2 separate regions of the Drosophila melanogaster genome follow, and region 2 is linked to region 1. A link is a contact called in public Hi-C data. All regions are on one chromosome and are shown on one strand. The core of a region is the stretch at or near the end of the contact, and the rest is flanking DNA. Distances in the headings are between cores, read along the strand shown.

Region 1 (6,481 bases), core at 526-3,025:
AAAAAAAAAAAATAAATAAAACGAAATAATACGCTTACGAAATTCAATGAAAGTGATTGATGTCGAAGTAAACCCATAGCTCCGTTTTGGAGAATGGAAGATAGACAGGGCAGATATAGATACAAAGATACAAAGATACACTGGGGACGAGTTCGTTATGGTGTGGGCGAAAAGCAATAACAAAAGCTGCCCAAAAGTGAAGCTTGAAATTTGAAAAGATTTCCAGGCAATAGATATGGCGCATTGTATTGCCAGCCGATTTGCCATCGGCCAAAAAAAAAAAAAAAAACTGACTGACAGATTTGTAGCAATTATTTATCCAAGTAAATTAAAATTCTTTGCGTTGTTCTTTGATATTTTGTGCTTCGAGTATTCCAAACAAGTAACAGAACGCATTTATGTGACAACGGTTTGGCAAACGGAAATTTAATCGCTCCTAAAGGTGTATTTATGTATAAGGCAGCGAAAAGATTTTTAGACTCTGTTTTAGAAAAGTTCAACTTACCATTTTGAACTTGGCCAGTGGCGCATTCGACTTCCAATTCCGCAGGATTTTGTATTTGATTGGGATTTGCATTTGCATTTGGATTCGGGCTCTGATTTTGATTGAGATGATCGAGACTGTGGCGCGATTGTCCGAAGTAGTGACGACGATGGTGGAATCGTTTGCGCGTGAGGCTCAGTGGCTGTTGATCTGAATCGGGCACCTGTCCGAGCACCTGTTGCCCCTGACCTTGCGGTTCCGGTGGTGGTTGGGATGTGGGCGTTGGCGAGGGGCCGCTACCACTCCCACTTGGACTGAGGGGCGGCACCAAGCGCTCATCATCCTGATTCTTGTGCTGCAGCAAGTTTTGCGATTCAAGCAAGCGCTGTTGCTGCTGATGCAGGCGATTTTTGATCAGGAAAATCTTCGGCATGATGGATTATCGGTTGATTTGCGATGAACGATAAGCGATTTAACGAAACGCGACGGCGACACGCGACGAATTCAAGGAGGCGACGAATTTCTTCGTATTTTCAGGTGGACGAGGGACAGTTACAGTGGGTCCGAAATAAACAAAACACTAATCCAATTGTGTGTGTATGTTTGTTCGCCGCTCGTCCACTGTGTTGAAAAAAAAAAAATTGCTTGATTTCAGTTTTGATTTGGTCATGAGCCGAGCTCAAGTTAACTTCTGTTTTGCCCTCTTCATGTCTTTTGAAAGTTCTTCGGCTTTGCAAGTCAAAGTCAAGTCAATTATAATTGAGGGATTGTTTTGGGGTGTCCTTTCGTGATTTTGTTCTTTGGTTCGAGAATTTTGCTTTGTTTTGTCAAAACACTTCGAAAAAATGTACTTGAAAAATATTGCCTTTTCGGCAGTGTCGAGTCTTGGTTCTTTTTTTGAAAAATCAATTTTTTTTTAAGTTTTCGGTGACTTGTCGAAAAAAGTGTTGATTTTTCCCCCAAGTTTTCAAAAAAAAAAAATATTCGGTTATGAGAAATTTTTGTTTTTCCCAATTTATTTTTTGGGTTTTCAAACACTTGTTGGGTTCTTGATTTATTTGTGTTATTCAGCGCACTTGTAAAAAATATTACTCAAAAAAAATTTTGTTTCTGTTTTGTATGGATGTAATTCAATATATTACTATATTGATTGATGCACAACACAGTGTTTTCGTTTTTATAAATTGTATTGTTTTATGTGAGTTTAATGGTTTGCTTTGGTCTTTGGGATTCGCCCAGGTGAGTTAAGCGAAAACACGTGCATTCACAACGCCGGCTCGCAACTTACTGTATTCGAGGTAGTCAGTTAGGCCAAACCAAAGTCAACCGATCGATCTCGCCGCTACAACAAACTCAGTTAGACGGCGAATTTAAAACACCGTAAATCGAGAGAGAGAGAAAGAGCGAAACTTCCCTTTCGTATGAGTCAGAAAATAACGAGATATTCGCCGTTGCTCAGGTGAGAAAAACAGCGGCGAAACGGCGAACCAAGCGCACCTGTGTGAGAGAGAGTGAGAGTGTTTTGTGTGCGTTGCCTCATTTCGCTCACATAACGTTTCTCATGCAGTTTCGCGCTCTCTCTCTGTCTCTCTGACGCGCCCTCTCTTTCCCTCCTCAGAGTCAAGGTAGTGATGATAATGATGATCACGCTCATGATCAAGAATCTTCGCCTTGGCCATTTGCCGGCTGAGATCGTTTTTACCCGATACCGCGAGCTGTACTTGTGGTACTTAGAATTTGGTTGGATTGGCAAATTAATAGAAAATTTAGAAAAATTTCAATATAAATATTTATGTTCCGGTCATTTTTTGTTAATTTTGTACTGTACTTTCGAACTAAGGACTTTGTATTTACAGCACATCTTAAAATAATTGAATTAAAGCTAAATTTAAATAGATATTTTTCTTAAATGTTCTTAAGCCTATCAATAGATATCAATTATTAAAACGATTTGTTTAAATGAAATAGTTTGCAAATAATGTTTTTAAATATCCTCCTAATTATAATTAAATATTCTGGCTAGTTTGTTTCCTAAGTCATTTGATTTTCGATAAAAAGAACCCCAAAAAAGGAGGCATGATTGTGGCCCTTGAAGAATTTCATCATTATTATATCTGTGCGAGTGTGTTTGTGTACAACGATGGAAAGAGAACCGCGGTAAATACAATAAGAAGAAATAACGAGCCAAATAAGAAGAAGCAACAGCGGCAAGTAAGATGGAAAAATGTACCCATATAAGCGAAATTAAACGGCAAAATAGTTGGCAACGCAGGCATTTCTCGCTCTCAGGTGTGCGTCTCATTCTCTCTCTCTCTCTTTCACCAGCTCTCTCCTTCCCCTAAATCCTTGTGCGCATGCGTTTGTATGTGTGAGAGAAGATCGCTTAGAATGCGCTTAGAATGGCAAATAAGAAGGCCTAGCTCCATCTCTTTTCAACCCGCACAGGTGCGCTGCCAACGGATAACTAACGTTATTTCACCGACACACACACACACATGGAGAGCAAGTGATGTAAGCGACGGCGAATTCAGAGCGTCGCACACCTGTGTGGCACACACACTCATATACATACACGCACGCATACGCTCTTTTGCGGCGACGTAACAAATTTACAGCTAACTTTGAGCTGGTGTGCGGAGGTAGAGAGAGAGAGAGCAACGAGCCGAAGGTAAAAACGAAGACGAACTCACGTCCGAAACTGAAAACGAAGCCTCGTTCGCAGGTGAGAGAGGTGCACCATAAGAAATTAGTGCGCTGCCCCTTCAAAACTTAATAGAATAATAACATAAAACTGAGGATCAACTTAATCCTTTTTTTTTTTAATTTCATATCAAGTTAAAATTTTAAGAAATAACACATTTTTAAAATGTTGGCCTCTGATTGAAAATAATCGGTAGAATTTGTAATTCAATTATCTGAAACTCATTTTATTTCCGTGCATCGATGTGTATCGCGAGAGAATTGGAGAAAGAGCGGCTCTGAGAATCTGAGGCCGAAGTGGCAGGCACAGAAAACCTGTTGCTAACTTTGGCTTTGACTGTGACTTTGCCGTTGAGGCAGCGGCAATGTTAATGTCATGATGTTGGCGTTAGTAGAGGTTTTCCGTTGGCTCTTCTTCTTCTCGGTCGGTGGAGCCTTCTGAAGAACATCCCCCCCCCCTGCGTTGTTGTTGCTGCATTGTTCCTGCGCCAACTTCACTCTCACTCAAAAAGCCGCTCGTTGGCCAAAATGCAAGTGTTCTGGTCCAGAACGAAAATATGCACAGATTTTGGTTGTACTAAAAGATTTGATTATATGTACATTGTGTACATAGAATGTTCTTGAAAGCGAGAATTTGTATTATGTCTATATATTTTTTGCAAATAGTTCTATACGAAATAATAATTGATTTTCTTTGATTTATTTTCAGAATCTAATTGAAACCCTTGCAGATAAAAAGTAAGTTAAAACTCTCAGCGAAAATTTAAAATGCAACTAGTTTAGTTTAAAGCTTTATTATTCTAAAATGGTTATTGAAGCGACTATAATATAAGCCCAAAGTTCAGATAGTGGATCGAGATCTCTAACCAAAAGCGAATCTCAAGTTCTTGATTGCGAACCCAATGAGAATCGAGCTGGTTTTTGTTGTTGGCCCAGACCTAGGCCACCAAAGGTATAGACCACGACCGACACTGCTTGCCAGATCCATATATATATATATATATCTTGTCTATATGTATACATCTATACCGATGTACGTAAGTGTGGAATTGCACATGGCAAGTGTGTGAGTGTGTTCACTGGGCTGTTAATGCCTTGACTTTGGCTTTGGTAGTTGGGTTCTTGTTTAGGTTGGGTGGGGTTCGTTCCAAGAAGGGGGCGGTATGGGCGTAGAAGAGGGCCCACGGAGCCAACAGAATTTTCTCGTTGTTAGTGTCTGCATCTTCTGCTCCACGGGCAGAGAGACACCCCCCCCCACCCCTCTTTGCCCGCCGTCGCCCATTTCGCTGGGTAATTGCTGTGTTTAAGAATGTGTTCCTTTGGGCCTCAATGCGCTTGGATCGTTCGATCTCATTCACTCCTTCTTGGCTGGTAGTTCTTGCCATTGTGCGATGGTGTTGTACACTCGAAAAAAATGATCAGTAGTGTATTTTTGATTTATTTTGATATATCAAAGTGCAGAAATGGGTAAAATGTCTTGTGTTTATTAGTTTGGAAAGCCAAAGGTGCGTTGCCAAGCAAAAGTCGGTTTTGCATAATTTAAAAAGGAAACAATTGTTTAGATTATTTAAAAAAAAATAATTCAAATAAAATCTTGAATGGAATGTATGGAAATAGTTTGGCGATCTTTTTTCTATTGTTTTTTTTTTTGTTTTTTTTTTTATTACAACTTTTTGTTGGTTCTTATCTTTATTTGCTCAATTGTCGTCATCGACGGCGACTCGCTAAAATAATGCTTCAAGTGAAGCAAGAAGCAGATAGCCAGCCAGCCAGCCCATTGTGGTGGTAAAAAGAGCAAAAGCAGCAGCAGCGGCAGCAGCAAAAGAACGTAATCATCGCGATGATCATGATGATGAGCACGGCAGAGCGGCTGGGAATACCTGTTTTACCTGTTTGTATACCTACTAACGTACTAACACTGTTATAGCGGATTCAACGCGCACCGCACACGCCTGACAACAACAACAGCAACAACAACAACATCAAGAACAGCAATTGAAGACGCGACCAAAGCGGAGGAAGCACATGAAAAAGAGGAAGAAGCCGCTGGAAAAAAAAGAAGAATCTCTTGCAGTACCGATCCCAACGCCCAAAACCCCACACACATGGATACATGAAGCGGCAGGCAATTGGATATGCTCGATACCGTGATACCTACTAAATAGAATGCTGAGTAGTAGAGGTGCTTGTGAGATAGGATAGAATGAATTGATAGAATCTTCTAAGGATTAGATGAGGAAATTTGTTAGTACTGAAGTTAATGATACATTTTCGTGGCCAAACCATTTGAAGCAAGTTAAGTGCATGGTATTGCTGCGCCCTTATGCTCAAGAAAACGGTTTTTTTTTTCGATCTGTTGTCCGAATGCAGAAACCGAAGGCGAATCCCAAGTTCTTATGCGCCTTATTTCTTAAAAATCTTTCACATCTTCTCGCATCACTCTTTGCTCTGGAGCTTCACTGGGTTCTTTTGCATCATAATGATGATGCTGTTATGCTGCACGCTGATGGCCATGATGATGATGATGATGGTGATAATGATGATGACGATCTTGGGCCTGGTCTTTGGTTACATCTTGTGCAGACTCCTGCCACGCCTCCCCTGCCAACCCGCCCCCTTTTTTTAACCCGTTGCGTTCGTTTGCTGTGTGTGTGTTCCTTTAGTGCCGTTTTATTAACGCTTCACTTTTTTTCCAATGCCTGTTTTGTCCACGTTCCTTTCTGACGCCAGGAATTTTGCTCTTGGCCTAACCGATGTCTATTTCTGGCCAAGAAGAGCGAAAAGAGACAAGCAAGAATTGGCAAGAAGTCGAAGAAGAAGAAGAAGAACTCGTGTTGGGGGTCACTGGGAGACGGCTAATTTATGTTGAAAATGCAAAAAATTGAAAATATGCAACGGCGATCGAAGCGAAGTGAAGGAAAGCATAAAAAAGGAGAGAACGAAAAATATATGTAGGATTTGAGGCAAAACCACGAGGATATACGAGGTGATATGGTGTTGGGAAGAAGCAGATATAAGCGCCAGAAAATAGAGAAGGCAAAAAGGTTCTATGGTTCTAATGAGATAATACGATACATTTAGTAAAATCAGTCCAGCAATTGCCCAGTTGAACTTGATAATTTTCACGGTTTTCCTTGTCCACTTTTTATAGCTCAAGTTGAAGCGAGCACGTAAAGCGTAGTACGAAATTAACTTTAGCTTACAAATTATCATTGTCATCAGCGGTGCTGTCGACACCCTTCTGTTTCTGCTGCTGCCTCTTCTTTGTGTTATGTGATATACATATGTATATACAAA
Region 2 (6,781 bases), core at 1,947-4,446, 73 kb before region 1:
CACGTATACGCAATGTGGGCAATGTTAATAATGGCTAAAAGTGTAATCTGGCCTACGTGACGTATTAGCTATTTACGTGACCTTAAAAATAAGCAATCACGCAATCAAGTACTTTACAGGTAACCATAATACAAAAACTTATTTTCACCTGAAAGTATTTGTGCCCTGCGGATAATGTAGGGTATTTGTATAAGCCTTCGTAACGAAGATGCGGGCAGAAAAAGATGGCGGATGGATGCATTTTCAAAGCGTGTATATGTCAAGTGCTTAATGCGCCCCGCACAGATGTATGTGTGTGTGTGTGTGTGTGAGGGGTGTGTTTTTAGTGCGCCTTTTTGTTATATAATAGAAAATCCTTAATAACATTTTCTTTACAATTGTGCGAGAAGTTGAGGAAAATACGAAGAGGGAGCGATTTGCACTAGGCACACACAAATCTCTTTACGAGGCTCCTCCCATTTGGTTTTTTGCCCACTACCCCAGCTGAAAATCCTCCTCCAGCCCTTGAGTCGCCATCGTCACTCGCTCGTAAACATTTCACGCTTTGCCGAGCAATAAGTTCCTTCTCTTTTCAATTTTTCCTTCCGCTTTTCCTCCAAATTTTGCCCTTTTTTGTTTGTTCAGTCAGTTTGCCGTATTTGTTTTTGGCAGCTCGAAACTGCTGGATCCTAAATCCAGTATCCTGGATTCTATATATCCTGCTGGTCCTCTGTGACTTCATCACCCAACATCGTCAGGTGGTCTTCAACATTTTGCGTCGAAGAAGGGGTGTGCGGTGGCGCAGCACACACACAGAAGTTCAGGGGGACTGAAAAGCCAAATTCCTTTGGCCAATGTAGAAGACGAAGCTAGAAAGCTGAATGCTTAACCGCATTTCTATAACCGGAACCAGGATGTTGCTAACTTGGTTATGGCGGCGCCGCATGTTTGGGCTTAGGGCACGGAATGGGATTTTGGCTCAAATGCAGGTCGAAGGTCGAAGTTGCCTTTGCAAGTGCATTCGAACCGATTCCCAAGACAATAAAATAAACCCTTCCCAATGGGCAATGAAACATGCATTTGTTCAGCTATTGTTAATATTCATTAGGTTCAAGTGAGTGTAAATATTAGATCCGATTAGCTGACCTCTTTCAGGACAATCTACGTTGCTTTATGCATTCTGAAATGTAATGCATGCATTAGTTCATTTGAAACACTTCACTTAACGACTTATCTATTGTATTTAACAAGAAAGGTGTATTTTATACATTTTTACATCTACCAAAAATATGAATGCATATTTGAACAGATAAATAAGTTCAATTTACATACATTAATATTTATGCCAGCAATTTCAAATCCACGGTGAAATTTATTGATTGTCTGGCCCTAATGTTCGGTTTTTCCAACTAGATAAATCAAACTAAATGTTCGCTACGTTTCCACAGTTTCCAGAATCTCGAATCCCTTGTCATTGTTCAACGTCATTAGGCGATAAATTGACCTTCACGCATGGCCGATGGAGATTGGAATTGGAATGGGAATTGGAATTGGAATTGGGTATGGGGATATTAGGGTTTTTGTGGTGGGTGGTGCAAGACAAGCCGTATAGGCGTTGATTGCTAACCACATGAACCGGGGCCACTTGTCCAAATGCCAAGGAAAGCAAAAGTGGGCGGCGCTCCTAGAGCAGCAGTGAAGGTGCCAAAAAGTGGGTGGAGTTTAGGGAACGAGGAAACGATGGAACGAAGGATGTGGTGATGAAACAAGAGATGAGCGAACGAAGCCAACTTATGAAGACTCTAGTGTGTGCCACAAGCTTTGGACGGATGTGCGGCACGAGGGCAATATGTTTTCAGTGCAGCATTTCGATTTACGAGAAACCACAGCTACAGTGTGGGAATAAATGATGGTTCTTACAATTTCTAAAAAAAGTTTTTTTTTTATTAAGGCATACTGAGAAGATGGGAACATATTTAAGGCATACTTTTCAGCAATCCATCAATTTTTTTTGGAAAAAATATTTATTTTCTATTAACTAACATTTATTCTCAGTGCTTAAAGCCGCATCCACATCCTTAACCGTATAGCTGTCGCCTTCGTCGTTGTCGGCTTCATGTCTCCTACAACACGCAATGTGTAATAGTTATTTGATAATCTACCTGTTATTGACCTCATTTTTATGTATGTGTGTAGTGTGTGTGTGTGTGTATTTGTGTGTGAGCGGCAGGAGTATGTGTTTGAGTGCCTGATGTTGGTATTTGTATTTGTACGAGCTAGATGGCAAACACACACACAGCATACAGCACACGCACACACAGGCACACGAGTGTGAAACGACATGATATTGGCGTGTAAATTAGGTTTTGCTTGTATGTTATCCTCTGCCATTTCCCCCCACATCGACAATTCCAAGTTGCAGTTGAATGTAAAAATCTAGAGAAGCATTTTCTCGAGGAAATTGACATTTTTCTTGCTGGCACAAGGTTAAGACACCCCAACGAAATGGAACATGGTAAATGCCAACGATATGTCAAAGATGAAAGATAGTCGTAAAGCGTTCGAAAAATGGTTTAAATGTTTATTGGATCAAAAGTGTTGCAAATTTATTACAAGTATTTTTTCATACTTTTTACACCAATTAAGATGTTAATCCCCTTGAATAACAAACACTTTTACAAGACTATTTTTTACTATTTGCTACAATTTCGAACAGTTTCTGGTTCTTGACAACTAAACAAATACCGTTCTACTACTTGAATAAAAATCTATTTTCCAACACTTATGGATAACAATTCCATAATTTATCAGGCACACACACACATACAAATGGACCCATTTCAATGGCCTCAAATTGCTAGGACAAAAAGTTGGCATAAAAAAAAAACCTAAGAAAAAACATTAGTGAAGGCCTGCGTGACACATTGTGAGCTCGATATGCATGTGTATATATACATAAATACACATATAAATATATATATGTGTGTGTGTGGGTGAAATGAGTAGTGTGGGTGGCTATTGTTCTGAACTACGCTCAATTGCAACAATTACAGCAACAATGCTGCCCGTGAGCCCATTTACAGCAATTCGAGGTGTCTGTGTGTGGGAGTGTGTCTGTGAACAATGGTTTTACACACACACCCACACTGGCATAGCAGCCCACACACTCGCAGTGCCATTCAGTGTGCGTGTTCAATGGCAAACACAATGCTCGAAAGGAGGGCAAAGTTCCAGCGCAAATTGCATGCGATGAGAATGTGCAACAGCCGTGTCCGACCACGCCCCTGCCCACTTGCGCCCACCTTTCTTAATTCTCCTTTTTTGTTTTTTACCACCCCTTACCAACCCACGCCCCCCCTCCCCCCGCCAATTGTGCTTCCTTAAAAACTGCTCGCTACAAATGACTAATTTCACTTTTTCCCGTAGCCAAGCATGTGTGTGTGCGTGAGTGTTACCTTTTTGTGTTTCCTTGCTCTTGTTGCGAATTTCATTTCGTTACACTTTCTCCACCTCCTGTAACCTGCCTGTATTGTTTAACACATTGCCACTCGAAATTCTTTCATACTGATTGCTGTAGACGTTAAAAAGTATACAAGGATACAGCAACAAACACAGATAGCGTATACAAATTATACCAGCTACTTACAGTTTATTAAGAGTGTAATTTTTATTACAAATTATCCGCATAGTCCTAAAGAAAGAGCATCCTTTTATTTATTAAACAATAAGCTTCCTTTTTGAATGCATTTTGCCCATTCAAAAAAAAAATCCGCCTTTTTTTTCAATCAACCAATAAAATTGCCTACCGCAGAAACAATGCCCTCCCAACTCCATAAAGTCGTGTCAAGGTCTGAGTATAAATTGGAGGTGCCAGTGTTGGTAAAGGCAGTTGCCATCGTACCTCATTCCAAAGGACTTACCTAAAAATAGAAGAGAGAAAGAGAAGGAAAATAGCAAACATTAGTTTTATGCACGTTTTATTGGTTCAGGTTTATAAAGACTTAAATATTTGGCTTGTTAATATAGGCGGATTAAAAGAGAAATGCAGACAATTAGTTGTTTTATTTAAGCTGTGTTTTAAACGTCTTTACACAAAAGATAAAATACCTAACAGACTTGATGTAAGTTTTACAACACAGCCAATCCGATAAGTCAGTTTTCGATTAAGGCTCAGCTTTAGCTCAGAACTACTTCATTGGAAAAACCACTCGTCTATCTTGTTCACTAATCTTCTTAACTGGCCCCAAAGGCAACAAAATTTTAAATATTTTACCATCGAATTTCCGTCCCACATTTCTCGCTTGCTCTCTTAATCGAGCACATAATGCAGTTAAAGAAGAACGAGAATAAAAAAAAAAATATATATATATATATAGATAAAATTGGAAACTTTGGCCAACACTTAATCCAGAACGAAATCCCTACAAATTGTTGGTTCAAAGCTGCAGCAGCTGAATAAACTCTCTCGTTCTGGTGGCTAAAATAAAAAATGTGAAAAATTTAACGAGAATATTTTCCCTCAGACTTTTCTCCCGCCTCGCTTCCTGTACCTATATCTTCGCTTCCTGCATTGCTTTAGATTTTTTCATAAAGTTTGTGCATTTTGTATGTATGCAAGCGAGTTAGCTGGCGATCCGAAAGGGACTAACCCGTTCTCAACCCCCCCCCTTCAAACCCCTTTTCGAACAACCCCTTCCCTGCCGCACTTCCTTCCGCAACAAGGTTTGGGAAGCACTGTACGCATAGCTAACTAACCACAAAGCGCAAATAGAACTTTCTCTCTGCTCCACAAACGGTTGGCGCCATCCAGGACAAAGCGGAAGGGTTGAGGGTCGGTGGTGGAGAGGGGGGGGGGCTGATTGGGAGGTGACGGGTGTTTCGCCTTTTGCACAATTGAAGGGGTTAAGGGGTGGGTTCGTTCACATTTGAGTGCAAATCAAAGTTTTGTTTTTGACCGAGCCCAGGAGCCGATGCCCCTTCAAGTTCCTTTCGGCCAGGCCAAGCTGCATGCCATAACTTTTGTCATATGCATGGTTGAATGCAAAGTGGATAGTACACTCAAAGAATGCAAGTACTACTTAGTCGTTGATGATGAAAGTTACCAAAAGCTGGTGTCTCAGTGGACACACCATAGTTATGTACAAACACATTTGATTGCAATTTTGTGCGTATACTTTACATATAAGTTTTTTATAACATTACTCATGTGTAATTACCATTCCATTTTCCCATTGCTTTTATTCATACAACTTTCGAGCATGGTTTTCTTTTTCTTTTTTTCGAGTGCATAGTGAGATCCGCAGTTAGTTTACAACATCCGTTTCTGGGATTGCTGCGGCTGTTATTGCCCCAGCGCCTTTAGCAATCGCAACCCCTTTCAATCTTCTCCACGCCCATGGACCGCCCCCTTTTTTCGCCCATCTTCCCTACACCTCAACACATCCACCACCAACCCCCCCCCCCCCCTGACAATCCCCTCGAATCCGGAATGTTCAATATAACCACGCTCCACAAGCAATTGCCATGCTGCTGCAGGGCTTCAAATGAGTTGGCAAGATGGTGAAAAGTTGGCAATGGAAATGGGCGTGTTTTTTTGGTTTGGTTTGGTTTGGCTTGGATTCGGTTCGGTTCGGTTCGGTTTGGTTTGGTTTGGTTTGGCTTGGTTCGGCTCGATTTGAGAGTAGCAGTACCAGCATGAATGAATTGAGTCGCCTTCCATGCAAACATATTTTCAATTACAGAGTTACAACTTTTTTTGGTTCACTTCTCGTTGCATAACAATAAACGCAGACACATACACATGCATAGATGCAACACCCACACATACTACATGCATGCACGCACAGTAAAGTTGGACAACAAAAGTTAGCCTCAGAGAGCTTCATATAGAGTCACTCAATTAGCCAAACGTACACGTAAATGTGGATGCAGCGCAAGTTGGATTATACATATACATATATTGGTCGGTTGTCTGGGGATGTTGGTGGCTTGTTTCCGACGCAAAGTTATCGATGCTTGCTCGAAACCATTATATAATGTAAAACGATGTGACCACTGGCTAGGCTAATCAACTCTATTCCGTTCGTTCAGGATTTCCGTTACCATAATGATATCACTCATTCGAAACATGAAAGATTGCCCCCCAAGGGGCAGAAATCTAAGCCTTGACTAACAAGTGGCATATGCAAGAGACCCAAATCCGACCGAAATAAAATGCTGGGCTAAAACAACAACAAACTTAACACCATCACCTGGCCGATGAAGCGAGAGATGCAAAGGCCAGAGGTCAAGCTTGATTTAAATTCTTAATGAAATTTTATGGCCTGGAGAAGAAGAAAGGGCTGCCTGGTTGGTTGGTTGGATGGTTGGATGGTTGGATCGGTCGGTTTGGGGGGAACAAGAATACAGCCAGGAACAGAACACAAGCTTCAGAAAGCAATTTATTATTTAAAAACTAGACCGGACAAGGACATCAAAGTCCTTGTGCAACACAACACAGGCAGCTGAACACAGCAAGGCTGAAACAAGATGAAGTTCTGGTAAATATACACCAAGGAGTTGCTGCCTAATGAAATAAATATAATATAAAAACCCTGGCAGCAACTGCCATGGAATATTTAAGGACGTTCACACAAACACATGCAATATACTACTACTATACGCAAGAGATTCCACCTTTGTGCGACATTTTAAATATTTTAGCAACAGGTTATGTAACTTTCCGCAGCTGAAAGTACTTTTTTTTCTTATTTTTGGTTCTGGTTTAGCCGCTCAAACTTTTGGCAAACTTTAAGCGAGTCCG

The links. A called contact is a pair of places that touch in the nucleus more often than the background predicts.
Region 2: a Hi-C map of the OSC cell line shows a contact between it and region 1, with 2.1 times the contacts expected there. The contact joins the enhancer-like site here to the promoter of ovo in region 1. A contact is called at or near these places in 4 of 107 Hi-C or Micro-C datasets (the OSC cell line, the S2 cell line, the Sg4 cell line and 1 more).

The regions. Positions count from the first base shown.
Region 1 is chrX:5,043,567-5,050,047 of dm6, reverse strand. ovo (ovo,) reads right to left here and starts at 1,775. Exons shown (of 4, transcript NM_001169202.2): 1 at 506-1,775. The coding sequence starts at 917. lncRNA:CR44833 (long non-coding RNA:CR44833) reads left to right here. Exons shown (of 4, transcript NR_123794.1): 2 at 3,894-3,922.
Region 2 is chrX:5,117,301-5,124,081 of dm6, reverse strand. The region is part of intron 2 of CG15465; the gene reads right to left. The region is part of intron 2 of rg (rugose); the gene reads right to left. Among named protein-coding and RNA genes, the nearest start is that of Rpn13R, 11 kb to the left of the region's middle. Within about 2 kb of position 3,196, at least 7 of the 39 cell types and tissues checked have an H3K27ac peak or open chromatin away from gene starts, as enhancers often do.